3 separate regions of the Sus scrofa genome follow, and all the other regions are linked to region 2. The links are chromatin contacts, called in public Hi-C maps. All regions are on one chromosome and are shown on one strand. The core of a region is the stretch at or near the end of the contact, and the rest is flanking DNA. Distances in the headings are between cores, read along the strand shown. Region 1 overlaps LOC110260285 (a long non-coding RNA gene). Region 2 overlaps LOC110260285 (a long non-coding RNA gene). Region 3 holds the start of LOC100738003 (25-hydroxycholesterol 7-alpha-hydroxylase-like).

Evidence for each region. Hi-C and Micro-C count contacts between places; a contact is called where the count stands out from the background.
Region 1: a Hi-C map of liver shows a contact between it and region 2, with 7 times the contacts expected there. A contact is called at or near these places in 3 of 47 Hi-C or Micro-C datasets (heart right ventricle and liver).
Region 3: a Hi-C map of liver shows a contact between it and region 2, with 3 times the contacts expected there. A contact is called at or near these places in 1 of 5 promoter capture datasets (liver), 2 of 47 Hi-C or Micro-C datasets (fetal skeletal muscle and liver) and 1 of 2 datasets of targeted methods (skeletal muscle).

Annotation. Positions count from the first base shown.
Region 1 is chr4:69,384,155-69,387,229 of Sscrofa11.1, forward strand. The region is part of intron 3 of LOC110260285 (a long non-coding RNA gene); the gene reads left to right. The region is part of intron 4 of LOC102167557 (a long non-coding RNA gene); the gene reads right to left. Among named protein-coding and RNA genes, the nearest start is that of ARMC1, 400 kb to the left of the region's middle.
Region 2 is chr4:69,499,308-69,502,689 of Sscrofa11.1, forward strand. The region is part of intron 4 of LOC110260285 (a long non-coding RNA gene); the gene reads left to right. All of the region lies in intron 3 of LOC102167557 (a long non-coding RNA gene), which reads right to left. Among named protein-coding and RNA genes, the nearest start is that of BHLHE22, 300 kb to the right of the region's middle.
Region 3 is chr4:69,614,442-69,617,529 of Sscrofa11.1, forward strand. LOC100738003 (25-hydroxycholesterol 7-alpha-hydroxylase-like) reads left to right here and starts at 1,512. Exons shown (of 6, transcript XM_021089296.1): 1 at 1,512-1,924. The coding sequence starts at 1,812. LOC102167557 (a long non-coding RNA gene) reads right to left here and starts at 1,535. Exons shown (of 7, transcript XR_002343278.1): 1 at 1,402-1,535.

The sequences.
Region 1 (3,075 bases), core at 52-2,551, 120 kb before region 2:
TTCCAGTACCTGATATTTAAGCCTATAGAGGGATTCATACTTTTCAAAGTCCTTTCACAGATTTGGTCCTCACAGGGAGCCCATGAAATGAAAACACATGCCATTACCTATTTTACACATACAGAAAGTAAGTGCTTTACCCAAGGTTAAGTGATAGAATTAGGACCAATATCCAAGTCTTTTCATTTTGAGGCCAAAATAAGGCCACTCCTTTTCCTGTTGTACGTTGAAGCATTTTCCTAACAGCTTGGGGTTTGGATGGCTCCAGTTACACGCACCCTGCACGAGTGTGTGTGTGTGTGTGTGTGTGTGTGTCTGAGAGAGAGAGGAAGAGAAGCAGAGAGAGAGAAAAGGAGAGAGAGGTGACACAGCAAGTTTATGATATGGCTTGCAGCAATGAAATAAAATAAACAATAGTTCCAACTTAGCAAACACTGAAAACAAAAAAAAAAAATCAAATAAAAGTGAACAATGGATTTTGGTCAGTTTCCTGGGCTTTTGAGCAGCAATAAGATTTTATTGCCACACCACAGCCAAAAGTTAGTAAAGGATGAAATCACGAGCCTCTATTTCAGAGCCATCAGAGCACTAGGAATGCTGGCGAAGTTTTATAGTGCTTATATTTGCCAGGAATGGTTCCTATATCATCTCATCTAATCCTGAGGTGGGTTTCTTATTATTACCCCCTTTTCAGGTGGAGACACTGAAACGCAGGGAATTTAGGTAACACGCATGAGGTCACACCAGTTCCTGAGTGGCAGGTGAAGGGGGCGCTCTGTTCTTTGTCATCCTGCCCTCTCCCCCCATCAAATATGCATTAACAAGTCTGGCTGCTTTACAAAATATGATTTCTGCATTGCCACCTAGTCATCTTAATTTTTGCATTGGATATGCATTTGCAGCACTATTTTTTGACAGAAACGGCCACGTTTGTTGCGGCTGCATGTCAGTCATAGCATGCTTTTGGGGCTTAGGACTTGCCAGGTATATGTGAGCTGTTTTCCCCTTCATGGCAGTTAATCCTCACTTGGGAGACTGGAATTGTCTTGCTCATGAGCCGAGAGAGAATATGAGGCTGGGAGAAAGTAAGCAAGCTGTCCAAGGCCAAGGCCAAGTAGAGAGGCTGCAGTCCAATCCCAGCCTGATTCCATGCCAGAACAGCCTCTCCTCGAACCTGAACGAGAGGCCATGGCTGGGGGCACGGCGTGGAGCTTCTGACCCTCCCCTCACTAGAAGTGCCATAATCAGAACTGGAAATGAGAACCCTCAGTGCTTCAGACACACAGCGTTATCTTCCTCCCACGTGGGGGCGGAGCAGGCTTCCTTTATCTGAGTTCACGCCATCAGCACTAAGTCATCAAACCCAGTTCCCCCTTCCTTCTCCTGGGCCTTAGCAGTACTTTTTACGTTATGAGACCACGTTTTCATTCTTAATCAAGTGCACCACATTATTTCTGATGATCTTCTTTCTTTGGGGGGAATGTAAGCAGTATTTGGTGCCTCGGTTTTCTGTGCCTCTCTATACATGGTTTTTGCTCCAAAACCACAGAGCAGTATGATGTTACAAAGGTCAGGATCATCTGTTTACCTAGGAAGGGCAAATCCCAAAATTATTCCTCTCTGTGCTGGGTAGAAAAATAATATTCTTTGGGGAGAATGCTGATATTTTAAAAATCTGCGTGATTGGGTAACCATCTATCTGAGGCTGATGTTCAGGGACCAGGAATTATTTTTGATAGGCATGACTGCTTTTTCTTGTTTGTGTCTTTAAAGATCATTTGCAAAATATCTCAAGTGCAGTGAGCATATCAAATATATACATTTCCTGCACATACGCAAACCTTCATAGTATTATGGGCACACATTTCCTGATGCCCCAAAGTAAAAAAAAAAAAAAGTTACCTCTCCTCTGAAAACACATTTGTGTTGGATTACACCCTAAATTTCTTCCTCTTAAAAATACTTGGTAGTGACTATATGCTAATATAATAGTTGTTTTTCAGTTGTAGAAAATGTAAACAAAGCAGCACCATGATGGAAGGTAATGGGTTAAATGAGGTTAAAAACAAAAAACAAAAACAATGAAGTTGGTCTGTTTAAACATTGTTGTCTTCTATTCAAATATCCACTGGGAAGGTCCTTAATGGGTCAGCCAACATGTGGCATAATTTTGGACTTGTGTTTGGGAAGAGACATGGACTCTGTTACTCTTTGAAGAGCATGGATGTGTAAGCAGCTCGTTAGTGTGTATGCCTTCCCAGTGGGATGCCGCACAGTCATTTTCTTCACAGCTATTCTGTGGTAGCTTATCCTGCACCCCCAACAGAGGCTGATACTTCTGGAAGCATCAGACCCCTGAGAAATGGTGTGTAAGAGACTTTGGACTTAGCATTTCGTGGAAAGAGAAATCCCATGACTTCTGCACCTAAACCATAAGGGACTGTGTGACCATGTTGGCAGGCACCGGGTCACTTGGCTTTCATATCTGAGCAAAGATACTGGATTTTGGTAACAACCACCATTGGGTTATGCAAGGGAACACAATTTGGCCCCTACATATCCCCATGTTTATAAACAGAGAGCCTGTTCCCAGAATAAAGCTAGCACCAGAGATAAGAGCAAAAGAATATGAGCTGAGTGGGGTGGGAGGAAAGAGCCTAAGGATGAGAGTCCACTCTGGATCTCATTCTCCCTTCATGGCCCAACAAATATTTGTTTGCCAAACTTTTGTTTGCTTTTCCATGGCAGCCGCCGTCCTCCCCTTGGAAATCCCAAACCACTACCCGCAACCACCTCTTTTGTCTTTAGCTTAAGATGGTATTTAAGGTGAATTTTTCAGCCATTGGGGGAGTTACTCAGTATCCCTGGGCCTCTTCCATACATACACGCTATTAAACTTTCGTTCGATTTTCTCTCATTCAATTTTCTCTTGTTCATCTGTCTCTTGTCAATCTAATTCCTAGACCAGCCAGAAGAACCTAGAAGGGTAGAAGAAAATTTCTTCCTCTCTGTCAGCTAACATGGTAGTTATTCTAGATGGATGACCCTTATAAGATTTCAAGGTTATGGGTCACT
Region 2 (3,382 bases), core at 869-3,368:
ATGTCTGCCTGATAAAGCCTTTGCTGCTACTTGTGTTCATGTAATTTATAGAGTTAGCTTTTCCCTTTCAACACTCTATAAATATCTATTGATTTTCTTCCTACATATATATTGCAGGTGAGGTTTGAGGGAAATCTGATTTAATGGTTTTAGAGATAAACTATTATTACTGCATGAGTCTTTAAAGAATATTTTCACTTTCTCTGCAGTCCAAAAATTTCAGTAGGAAACATTTTGGTACATACCACTTCTCATTAAATTTATCTGTTTAGGAGTTCCTGTCATGGTGCAGCAGAAAAGAATCTGACTAGGAACCATGAGGTTGAGGGTTTCCCTGGGCTTGCTCAGGGGGTTAAGGATCTGGCATTGCTGTGAGCTGTGGTGTAGGTCGCAGACACGGCTTAGATCCTGTGTTGCTGTGGCTGTGGTGTAGGCCGGCAGCTGTAGCTCCGATTCAATGCCTAGCCTGGGAACCTCCATATGCTGCGGGTGTGGCCCTAAAAAAACAAAAACAAAAACAAAAACAAATTTACCTGTTTCATGATGGGGATTTTCAATGTGCACATTCTTGTCTTCCTTTAGTTCAGGAAACTCTCGGTATTACGCCATAATTACTGAGATTTAGTTCATAATTTTTCTTTAGAAACCTTGTTTGTGTATTGAATCTCCAGGCTATATCTTTAAAAACTGTCCCATTATTTTTTTGGGGGGGAGGGACTTTTTCTCTGAGTTCTGAGAAAGCATTTCAAGTTTATCCTCCAGATTCCCCTGCTCTATTATCTACATTGGCAATTCTGCTTTTTATTGATCCCAGTGATGATTCTGCATTTCTTCAACTTAATCATTACTTTAAAAAGTAATTTTTACAATGTGTATGTAAATTTAGGAGTATGTTATAGTTTATATACATATAATGTATATATTATAATATATACATATAGTTTATATGCATTATATGTATATATTTTAAAGTAATTTTTTAATTTTCCAAGCTCTGATTAACCTATGTAAATTTAGGAGTATGTTATAGTTTATATACATATAATGTATATGTTATAATATATACATATAGTTTATATACATTATATGTATATATTTTAAAGTAATTTTTTAATTTTCCAAGCTCTGATTAACCTCAGCCTGCAGCTCATTAACTGGTTTCCTTTCAAACTCATTAGACTTCTCAGGTCTATTTTTATTTATTTGTTGTTAGATAATTTATTGCAGTACAGAGAGGGGTTAAGAAAATGGATACAGTGAACACAGCTAAATTAATGCGAGTGACAGAAGGAGCTATTTAGAGTTAAATGTTACTGTGACAGTTCAGTCTTTACAAGACAACTGAAGAATCTCTTGTATTCTGTCTGGTTAAGGATAAAGTTAATTGAAGAAGAAAGAAGAGAAAAATGTCATTAGAGGCTCTTAAAGAACTATACAAGGACACAGAACCAGGAAGTAAAAACCTAGATCATGCTTTGGCGATGGAAATTAATGTGGAACCCCGATATCTCCTAAGTAACTTAGAAAATCTCTACAGAGATGGACACCTAAAGTTAGTCTGATGGGATCAACATGCAGATAGAACTTGGAAAGTAATGTAAATATAACATCATTTGTGTCATAGATTGGCAGGACCTGTGGGAGAGGGGTTATACCACTAATTACAACATTACAACACATGCTATTATTAAATTATCTGAAACGATCTTACTGCGATGCTTCAGCAATCATAACACCAAAATTCCCAGCCTCCCTCTCTCCCCATGGAGATCTGCTGGGCTCAGAATGGCCTTTAGTCACTGTGATTTGAACTGTAGTCTCCTACATGGCCACTAGTCCCAAAGCTGGGTGGTTTCCCAAGTTTCAAAAATATCCATTTTCAGTTCATTGCCCTTTCTGTGCTTGTTGCTCTTCTATGGGGGAAACTGGACAAACCTGTAAAATAAACTACAAGTTTCTTGCCCTTCTCCCTTTGCTCATTGCCACCATTTGTGTTCTTCTTGGAGTAAATACTTTTGAATCTGAGCTGGGAGTTAACAACTGGGAAACACTCACAGCCTTTGAAAGGTATCGGCTCTCTCCTTTTCCATCACATTCTTCTCCTATTTAGACTCTTCTGATACTAGGAAGCAAGGAAATGAATCACTTCCCCAGAACCTTCACAGCTACAGTGCCCCCTTGTGCAACCTGATAAGGGCCAGGCTGGCGGAGATCCAAGAGAAAGAAAAAAAGGCTAAAATAGGATTATTTTAGGGTTTCATTTCCAAATATATCGAGGAGCCAAAATGCATTTTCACACACGGCAGTTTTTTCAGTTTTTTTTTTTCCTTTCATTGCCTATACAAAGGAAAACACTGTGTTTTCAAAAAGGGGAAATCCACCTCTGAAATTATGGAACACTGACACAGCATCATTCATCTTGGCAAAAGCTGACTGAGCAGATGATGTAGATCCACTTAACTTGGACTCAATCAAAGGTTTTGCTATTTTCATTTCACAGGCCAGATGTAGCTCATCATCGGTTGGAATCAATTCCAGAAGAGGTGTTAAGAGTCTGTTGGTCCAAGAGAAAGTCTGATCCAGGCACCAAAAAGAGCCATGAGGAAAATGGATACTATCTCCACTGATCTCCCAACAATTTAGTTAGTCCAACATCAAGTTCAGATTAAGCAGGGGGGGTAATCTAGAAGTGATGCTATCTTAGTTCATTTATAAATTATTAAATCCTCAGTCATTGTGAAATAATCTCCCACATCCTATCTCTGTGAAGACACTGTCATATCTGAATGGCTAGAAAAACTAAATAATCAGTACACACACTCTTGGTTTCCTATAAATAAGAAAAGCTAGAAACCAATACCTTGCCGGGAATATGCTTAATTGGGCTACTTGAGTCAGCTGTGTTAACTTGATCGTGACCACCAAATGCTTTATAATTTGTTACCACAGCTCCTACACTTCAAATGAAAACAAATGCTCAATTTATTGGATAGAATACAATGAATCAATATTACCTGTCTGAAAGAGAAAGTTTAAAAAGAAGTTTAGAACCTTTTTTTTTTTTTCATGCATATTCCGGTTCAACTGTCATCTTTTTGTTGAAGCTTTTCCAGTAATATTTAATCTTTTACATGTTTTCTTGTTATCAATTAGTGGCCTTTATTTTCAGCTTAGGGACTTTATTATGTTAACTACCTTTAACATTTTTGTAAGGCTGTTTTAGTGGTGATAAACTCCTTTAGCTTTTGCCTGTCTGGAAAACTCTTTGTTTCTCCTTCAATTCTGATTGATAACTTTGCCAGGTAGATTATTCTAAGTTAAAGTTCAAGATATCCCATTATGTAACTGTAAAAATTTCCCATTGGTAACATCATACTCAGTG
Region 3 (3,088 bases), core at 262-2,761, 110 kb after region 2:
ACCTGGATCCTGTTGCAGTTGGATCTCCTGGAACATTGAGTCTATGACAGGAGACAGGAGAGGCAGTAGAAAAACCCTGGCATAAAAGTCAAAGATGAAGAAACTCACAAAGATTAACATTCTCATGCTCACCCAATCATTCCCAGCTTTAAGGCTTAGGAAATCAACACAGCAGTAATCCAGTGTTGGAGCACCAACTAAGAGCCAGGCACAGGTGAAGCACTTCCAACTACATTATCTCAAGTCCAGGGTGGTGGACCAGATCACAGACGGCAAAGTAGGTGCAGACAAGGTCGTCTAAGAGATGGTTCTTACCTAAAGCAGGCAAGACAGACATAGACAGAAATAACTCAGATATAGAGGGACAAAGAATGGAATGATAAATAGAGACAGTATAAAAGTATGGAGATGGGAGAGATTCATTAAAAAATGAGTTAGGAATAATTTCTAGAAGGAAGTGGGATTTGAGCTGGGCCTTGAGAGGTACGTAGAATTTTTGTATTTAGAGGAGAGAGGAAATATTTTTCAGAGGGAATATCAAAAGCAAAGGTGTAAAAGGGCTGATGGCAAGGCACCAGCGACTCAGACTTCCATGAACATGCAACTGTACTAGGCACGCACGAGACAAACTGTGGAGGGCTTCTCACTGCAGGTCGAAGATTTATGACTTTATCAAAAAGGCAACCATCAAGAGTTCTGAACAGGGTCAAAGCTGGACAGGTCAGTGTTGTAGGGAATGGCAATGGGGAGGCTGGGCTGGAAAACTCAAAGGTCAGGGGAACGGAGCTTCTGAAGCTGCTCTAAAAGTCCAGAGACCTGCTCAAATAAAATCTTAACAGAGAGGAAAGAACTCAGTGGTACTGGAACAGCCCTGATTAGAACGGTTGTTACTTATCAATTGAGTGACTAGCGTAAGTTGTTAACCAGCGCTTCATTATCTGTTCTCTAAAACGTGGCTAAAAATTCCATTCCAAGTTTGGTGGGGAGCATAAACGACACACGTGTGAAGTCCCTGGTGGTGAATGACCGTGACTCAGGAAAAGAAATTCTCAAAGTTTCTCCCTTATGCTTTCAAAAGTCCACCTGCGGGCCTTGGACGACTTGTGTTTAGTACCTTAGCGTCTGTTTCGGTATAGCTCCTTTCCTCTTTGTCCTCCTGGACGGTGCGCCCCATCAGGACCGGGGCTGGAGCCCGACCCTGGGCCACGTACTCCGGGCCTCAAAGACAGTTCTGGGCGCACACGAGGCGCGGGAGCCGCGCGGCGAGTGGAGGGCAGCGAAGCCCCGGGGTCAGAGGGTGCCTACGGGATCCCTGGGGCCGGATCCCATCCCACCCCGCTCCCGGTTCCTTAGCCTCCCGAGGCGCGCGGGCTAAAGAGATGACGAACCCGAGCGACTCACTTTCGACTCAGAACTGAAATCCCCTTCCCTCAGGCCTTCGGAGGCTGGTGCTCAGGAAGTCCTAGCCCCTTCCCCCTCTTCTTTGGCCCTTCTTCCTGCCCCGGGGGGCCGGCGCGCCGTTTTCCAGAAGCTGCTGGCGGGAGGCGGCAGTCGAGCGGGGCGGTGCGTGTGGGAGGGGGGTGTGCAGGGGGAGGGGAGTCCGGGAACTTTGAGACTCGGCCCGGGGGCCCTCGGTGACATTCCAGGCGAAGCCGCGGCCAGGCCAGCCTCCCGGGCTCGGACCCTGACCTTCCGCCGGCTGCAGAGTCTCCGGCCACGCCGCCCCGGGAGGGAGAGAGAGAGAGAGAGAGAGACCCCCGCTGTCCCCGCAGCCGCGCGCCATCCAGACGGCGGAAGACGCGTCGGCGGGCATGGGCCGCTTCTCGCCGGAGCCGTGGCTGCCGCAGCTACTCAGCCCCCGGGGCCTGGCTCTCGCCGCGGCCCTGTTGCTGCTGGTCTTATTCCTGCGCACCCGGCGCACCAGGTAAGCGCCCGGGCCACGCATGCGTCGTGGGCCTCGCCACCGCGCGCGACCGAGATGGTCCCGCCGGTCCCCTCCAGGCCTCCCGGCGCGGCGAGGCACAACTTGCAGGGGGTGCCTACATCTTTGGGGGTCGTGTGCAAAGACAAAGGCTTCCTGGGCCTTTTGCCCGGGCGTCGGAGTTCGTGTGCAAACGATGTGCCGCTCCAGTGTAGGTTGTAGGCAGCCCCAGGTTTGCATTTTACAATGTGCATCAGGCTTGGCTTCCAGACACATTTTGGTGCCTAGTTACAGTGACTTGATGCTTAATGGCCTTGCATTCATAGAGGGGGGTTTTCTTCCATTACATTCCGTTATAAGTGAAGTGTTTTAGGAAAATGCCGATGTATGGTCTGAATGATACCGCTGGGTGCCTCTCTCTGTGCCTCAGTTTACCCCTGGCCCACGTTTGGCAGATAAAATAATAGTATCTCATGGGATTTTTGTGAGTACTGAACGAGCTTAGAGTATGTGTTTGATACATTTATTTTTCTTAGAACAAAAGAAAACAGTAACAGAACTACTAGGTGTGTCACACTTGATGGTCTCATTGAGAGTATGGAAGTAGAGGCCACTCCCTTGCCTTCTGAGATGGCCCACTCTGTTTATCTCTCTCAATAAATCTCTCTCCAAAAAAGGTTAAAAAAAAAAAAAAAGGAAATGTGGAAGTAGAAGAAACAAGACAAGTTCAACCTAAAAGCACTCATTTTGAAATCACTCTGTTTCTTTTCTTACCTGGTGCCTTTTTCATACTACCAGGTTTCTCATAGCATGTTAACCCCCTTGTTTTTTATTTTTGTCTGATCATCTAGGTGGAGGCTGGTGTCATTTCCTGAGGTAGGGCAGGTTTAGCGGAATGGAGGGGACCAGCAATTTTGTTTGGGGCCGTTAGATAGTGAAGGCTGTGTTTCTGGTGCTCAGTGGCGAGGTCCAGGGAGAATATTTAATTATGAATGTCACAAATATGAAATGAGTGTAGGTTGGTCACCTGGTGAGAGAGTCTGATGGAGAAGCAGGGAGTCTAGGCCACGCTCCTTATTGCAGGGTCTGGCGGAGGAAGAGGGGCCACAGTGGAGTCCCAGTAGCATGGGAGGAAAATCCAGTGACTGTGGGGTTCTGGAAGCTCCG